2 separate regions of the Sus scrofa genome follow, and region 1 is linked to region 2. The links are chromatin contacts, called in public Hi-C maps. All regions are on one chromosome and are shown on one strand. Each heading gives the region's core, a stretch centred on a gene start, on an enhancer-like site or on the middle of the called end of the contact. The rest is flanking DNA. Distances are from core to core; before and after follow the strand shown.

The links. Hi-C and Micro-C count contacts between places; a contact is called where the count stands out from the background.
Region 1: a contact with region 2 is called in a Hi-C map of skeletal muscle, with 4 times the contacts expected there. The contact joins the promoter of KLF6 here to the enhancer-like site in region 2. A contact is called at or near these places in 1 of 5 promoter capture datasets (liver), 15 of 47 Hi-C or Micro-C datasets (brain, embryonic fibroblasts, fetal heart ventricle and 11 more) and 2 of 2 datasets of contacts at active chromatin or transcription factors (alveolar macrophages and skeletal muscle).

What each region holds. Positions count from the first base shown.
Region 1 is chr10:66,486,932-66,490,206 of Sscrofa11.1, reverse strand. It overlaps KLF6 (Kruppel like factor 6), which reads right to left and starts at 1,762. Exons shown (of 5, transcript NM_001134353.2): 1 at 1,454-1,762. The coding sequence starts at 1,555.
Region 2 is chr10:65,809,522-65,812,724 of Sscrofa11.1, reverse strand. No RefSeq gene overlaps it. Among named protein-coding and RNA genes, the nearest start is that of AKR1E2, 120 kb to the right of the region's middle. Within about 2 kb of position 1,689, at least 16 of the 83 cell types and tissues checked have an H3K27ac peak or open chromatin away from gene starts, as enhancers often do. A contact at or near this core is called in retroperitoneal adipose tissue, skeletal muscle and subcutaneous adipose tissue, where this site is marked.

The sequences.
Region 1 (3,275 bases), core at 513-3,012, 680 kb before region 2:
CATAGGAGAGTGTTCCGAGGAGAGACAGCAAGATAGCGTATGGATGTTCCAGAGAAAAAGGAAAGCACGTTTATTGAGATCTTGTTAAACTTTAATCATCTGGCTAATTTAAAATCTCCATTATGCTGAGGAGCACTGGGGACCAGAACGAAGCTCGCTCTCGGAGAGTTTAAAAGCCTCTGAAGGCGACCGAGAGCTCAGCCTGGCTTGTGGCCCAAATCCCAAATGCCCAAGGAAACTACTTAGATCAATTTCAATCACGTCCTAGGAAGCTGCTTCTTTAGGAGGAAAAGCAGGGAGGGAGAGGGAGGCAGGAGAGGGCTGCCGACAATTAAGCAGGCGTGTGAAGGTTGTAACACTTTGCATTTCATCTCCCCTAAAAGCCTTCTAGGCTTTGAAACCCATGGAATATATCTGATCTGCTAATTCACTTTGTGACAAAAAGCCAACAGCCTCGTAGGGTAGAGACAACCCCAAACCTCCTTCCACCCTTTAAAGACAATGGGACAAGTGTCAGAATCTCCCTCCCTCCAGGCAATCCCAATGAATCAGAAGGGGAAAAATTAAGTTTCTCAAATGTCCAATGCCCCAAATTCCAGACCCACTAAAAAATGCCGGAAACAGGCTCTTCTTCCCAAACTCAGACTTGAAGCAATACGGACCGGCTCATTGTCATATGACTGATAAGTCACTGTTTGTGCAAACACTGTTTTTTTTTTCTTTCTTTCTTTCTTTTTTTTTTTCTTTCTCTGGTCAAAGAAAGAAACAGGTAAGAAAAACAAGGCAGATGGAGGCAAATCGTAAGGATTCCAAAGAAGGTTAAGAAATTGAAAATGGCCTGCTAGAGAAAAGGAGCTGGCGGATGTTCTGCTGGTTTAATTCTTAATTAAAAAAAAAACCAAAACAAAACAAAACCCAAAACAAAACCAAAAAACCACCTCTACATACAAACACCAAAAAGCAAAACAAAAACAAAATCCCTTAAAAACAACAACAACAACAACAACACCCTTGGCAGTCCATGCAAGTTCATATGACCAGATCCAGCTGTGGAGTCTGGAGCTGGTACAAGCACCAAACTTCTGCCAAGGGCTGGGGCCGGGATCAGGCCGCGGAGCTGGGTCTGCCCTCCGGAGCTGGTAGTTCATAAGCCCCAGAAACGGGCAAAAACACTCGGAGTGACCAAGCGCTGCTGCGCCCCACTCAAATGTCAACTCCGCTCCACGCCGTAAAGGCCTCTTTAAAGTGCCTTCCTCACCGGAGGCAGGAGAAGTACGTTTTAGGACTAATTATTTTAATTTAAAAAAATTTGCCCAAACCACTAAAAAAAAAAAAAAAAAAAAAAAAAGAAGAAGAAGAAATGCACCTCCAACCACACACCGTCCTGTCGGTGCGTGCATGCACTCCCTCCTCGGCACACCGGGGCACCTGGCCCACGAAAATTCCTATTTACCTGTTGCCAATATTCCTCCAGGGAGGGCAGCGCCGAGAAGTAACCAGTCTCGTGCACAATCTGGAGTTCCTGGAAGATGCTGCACATTGGGAGCACATCCATGTCGGGTTGGAAAAGACAGTCACTGCTGTTGTAAAAACAGGGAGGTGTGCGGTCTGGAGTCGGGAGCGCAGCAGTCGTGCCTGCAGCGCCGGGGAAGTTCATGCAAACTCAGTGCGCAGCAATTAGGCGCCGCGGGTTCGGATCCTGCCGGAGCCCGGAGACGCACTCTCGAGCCCACACAATATTTGCAAACACCGGACTGACTGCAAACGTAACCCCTGCAAAACTTCCCTATTCAAAGCTCCTCTGCCAGCCTCCCCTCCTCCCCGCCCAGCCCCCTCCTCCCCTCCCCACGTGACTCGCCCTCGCCCGCCCATCGCACCGCCCAATCACGCCGCGCCTGGCCCGGGGGCTGCGCGAAGATGATGTCAGCTTCGGCCAATGGCGGGCGGCGGCTCACAGCGGCCCCGCCTGGCGTGACCGAGCCTCTCCATCACAGCCCTCGCCATTGGCTGAATTCGAACTTCGGCCGGCTCTGATTGGAAAGCGGCTTCGCAGGCTATTTTTAGCAGGGTATATAAGGCGCGGGCCGCCGCGCGCCGGAGGAGTCGGTGCTGGGAGGTGCGCGGCCGAGCGGCTGAGTGCGCCGCTGCCGGGCCGAGGGAGCCGGGTGTCCCTTCCGTCCCGTCCCCGGTCCCCGCACCCCCGTCGTCCTGGTCCCAGTCTTCGTCCCCATCACCCGGGTTGGTCCCCGCAGCCCGGGCCCGCGCGTTCCTCACGCCGGTCATCCGGGCCCTGTCCCCTGCCCCCGGCTCAGCGGCTCAGTGCGCCGCCGCGGGGCTGAGGGGAGCCAGACGGGGTCCCTCCGCCCCTCCCCTCCAGCCTCGGGCCGACCTGCCCTTCTCTGGCCCCCGCCGTCCCTTCCTCCCTCTCGGTCCTCCCTGTATCCCCGTCTTCCGTCCCCTTCTTTCTTCCCCCTCTTCCCCGCCCTTGTCTCCTGTCACCCCTCCCCATCAGTCCCCTTCTGTACCTGCTCCATACCCCGCAGTCCTAAGTTGGCCCCTGCGACCCAGGTGTGGTGGACAGAGCATCCCCACAGGTGTGTGTGGGGGGGTGGCGGGGCAGGAAGGTGGGCAGGGAGGGGCCTGAGATGCTCCAGAGCCGCTGTGGTGCGTGCCTCTGAGCTCCCTCCTTCCGCCCCCTTCCCGTGGAAAGGACACACACTTGGGGGACCCACCTGTGCCCCCAGATGCCTGCGGAACCTGCAGGGAAAGGATCAGAATGGCTGGGGAGACCCACGTTGGACCTGCTTGTTTTGATTCTATGAGACCACATTTTTCTTTTAAAAATTTGGGCCCCTTATGAAGGGGGCAAAAAATGAGGGTGCCTTAACTGCTCTCAGAACAGCATGGTACCAGTTGCCCACATTTCAGAAATGCACTTTCCGGAGTTTGGCCCCAGACCTGCAGAATCGGAGCTGGGGGTAGGGGCTGTCCTAGCCACTGTGTTTGGAACACGCTTCCCAGGTGAATCTAAAATGTGGGAATTGGGGTCTGGAAAGTGTCCTTTTACTTGTCACCACAGGGCAGTCCTCATTTCAAGAAGGTTCCAGGACTCTCACCAAGGTTAACGACTAGACTTTTCCTTAGCGTGTAAACAGTTTAAATTAGGTTGAAGCTGACATTCAAGGTGGGTTTTTTTTTTTTAATATATGTAAATTATCTACTGAAATATCCCATGATCATTTCAAGAAAAAAATACCAAGAACATGTAGAATGTG
Region 2 (3,203 bases), core at 440-2,939:
CACAGATGAGGCTCGGCTCTGGTGTTGGTGTAGCTGCGGTGTAGGCCAGCAGCTATAGCTCTGATTTACCCCCTAGCCTGGGAACCTCCATATGCCTCAGGTGCGGCCCTAAAAAGAAAAAAAAAAAAAAAATAAGAGTTTGAGGAACTGAAAATTTCAAAAGGATAACCTGAGAAGCCAATCTGAAAAGGCTGCTTATGTTTTATCCCAACTCTATGACATTCTGGAAAAGGCAAAACTTTGGAGACAGTAAAAGGATTAGGAATTGCTAAGGGGTGGAGGAAGGAGGAAAAGGAGGAGAACAGAGGATTTTTAGGGCAAAGGAACTTCTATGTATGACACTGTAATGGTGTCATTATGCATCTGTCCAAACCCACAGATGATACAACACCAAGAGTGAACCCTAATGTAAACTATGAACTTGGCATAATTATGATGCATCATTGTAGGTTCATCAGCTGTAACAGATGTACCATCTATGGAGATATTGATGGTGGGGACGTTGATGGTGGGGATGCTGATGTGAGGATGCTGACGGTTGGGATGCTGATGGCGGAGATGCTGATGGTGGGGCTGCTGATGGTGGGGATGCTGATGGTGGGGATGCTGATGGTGGGGCTGCTGATGGTGGGGATGCTGGTGGTGGGGATGCTGACGGTGGGGATGCTGATGGTGGGGATACTGATGGTGGGGATGCTGATGTGGGGATGCTGATGGTGGGGATGCTGATGGTGGGGATGCTGATGGTGGGGATGTTGATGGTGGGGATGCTGATGGTGGGGATGCTGGTGGTGGGGATGCTGATGTGGGGATGCTGACGGTGGGGATGCTGACGGTGGGGATGCTGAGGGTGGGGATGCTGATGGTGGGGATGCTGACGGTGGGGATGTTGGTGGTGGGGATGCTGATGGTGGGGAGGCTGTGGGGGGTGCAGAGGGGGTATGGGAAATCTCTGTGCCCTCCCCTCAATTTTTCTGTGAACCTAAAACTGCTCTGAAAACAAATAAATTCTTTTTTAAAAAAAGTTAACCCGAAGCAAACTGTCTTTTTTTTTTTTTTCAGAAAAAGCTTAGATAAAATCATTTGACTTCTATTTAAGAATGGCACAAAAAGGAGTTCCCATCATGGTTCAGCAGGACCAAATCTGACTAGCAGCCATGAGGACGCAGGTTTGATCCCTGGCCTTGCTCAGTGGGTTAAGGATCCGGTGTTGCTGTGAGCTGTGGTATAGGTCGCAGACTCAGATATGGCATGGCTGTGGCTGTGGCGTAGGCCAGTGGCTGCAGCTTCAATTCAACCCCAAGCCTGGGAACCTCCATATACCGTGGATGCTGCCCTTAAAAAAAAAAGGCACAAAAACCCCATGATTTCACTACTAGTATATGAATGGTCCCACGCACCATTCTGAGTGGCCTGGCTTTTATTTCTTCCTTCTCTACGTCTCTGACTTCTATCTTTGTTTCCTAAATTATCCTGTTCCCTGTAAAAGCAAATCGCGAGCCCAGCCTGAGAAAGCTGCATGGGCCTCTCCAAAGACCCTCATTTTCAGAAGAAAGAGCAAATTCTTGGCCACATGTGGTTCCCGTTGTTGTTGAAGTTGCTTGGGTCCAAATCAGAACAACGCAGGAGTGGCGGGGGCAGGGTGCCCTGGCAGGGAAACACTTCTAGGCCTTTCCCCAGAGGCTGTGTGCGCAGAGCAGCTGCCTGAGTCATGAGAACAGATCTCCAGGGACCCTCCACCTCTGACTGAGGGCGGAGTGGCTTTCTCAGCTCCCAGGATGATGTCAGCGTCACCAGCAAACAAACGCTGCGTTCATTCAGCCTCCAGTCGGAGATTCCGATGACACAGCCAAGGGAGTCTGGGTGGCACAGAGCAAACTGGAGATGCTGGAAACGGCCGCCAGTCCTCTGAAGACGCAGCTCCAGGCTGGCAGAGATTTCCCTGCCCATGTCCTATTTGTCACCGCAGGGTGGCGTGCCACCTGCCTGGGCCAGGCGTCACCGGCCGTTTTCAGTTTCCTCCTTGATCCCAAATGGCTCAGTTAAGGAATCGGTGTGAGAAACAGACCTATTTTTTACTCACAATGACTTCGCCATCTGCCTCCGTGTTCTCTATACACAAAATTCCTGGCCTGCGTGTTCATGCATTTCAATCTGTGAACCACCCAGAGTCAAAACCATCTTTTTAGAGTCACGTGGTGCTGGGAGCATGCTGTTTCACCGAGTAGAACGGATACCTTGCTGAAGGGTCTTCACACCATTCAGAGAAGGAGGGCTTTAAAAATAAAGCTGACAGAAGATTTCACGGCAATGAAACCGCCGAGCAGCCTTGACTTTTATTTCCCAAGTCAGCAGGAAAAAATGTTCTCACCAAATGTGTAAATGGCTGCACACGTTTGCTGTGTGTGGGCTCTCTCTTCCACGAGTTTGGTAATAACTCAAGCGTGGGAATCGGGAGACTGGTACTGTCTCCATCATTGATTCAGTACCCCCTGGGTATGACCCTTTGGCGCTCGGGTCTTCTGCGCTCCTCATGCAGAAAATGAGAACAAAAGAGTTCTCGTTTCCCGAAAGTGTTTCGTGTGTTGCAAGTTTGAAATGAGCCGATAGGAAAAGTATAGAAAGAGCCGCCCAAATATGTCAAATCCTGTTATGATGAAGGCTCACAGCCTTTCGGTGAGATGTCATGACTGCTAACTAAGTAACTGGGGGTTGTTAAAGAGCCATTGGCTTTACTAAATCACTACCTTGCAAAATAGTATATAATACATATATATCATTGCAGGTTTTGTTACAAAATCAAGATGGCTCAAAATACGGGAACTGAGTGCTTATACTGCAAAAAAAAAAGTTTATGTCCAGATATGCCCATGTCCAGCCCTAAGTACTCTTTTTAAATATATATTTGTGTAGTGTAGTGATAAAGTCTGTTTCTCCATTTCATGGCTATGTCTTCTTTTCTTATACATTTTTTAAATGAGATTAAAACATACCATGAAATTCACATTTAAAAAGTGTACACTGTAGCAGTGTTCCGTGTACTCACAATCACCATTATGTATTTCTCAAATATTTTCAAACTGTAAAGAAACAATTTGATTCCCTACCCTTTAGCAGTAACGCTTCTTCCCCCGCCCCTCCTCAGCCCCTGGCAAATACCAATCTAGTTTTTCCCTCTGTGGATTTGCCTTTTCTGGACATTT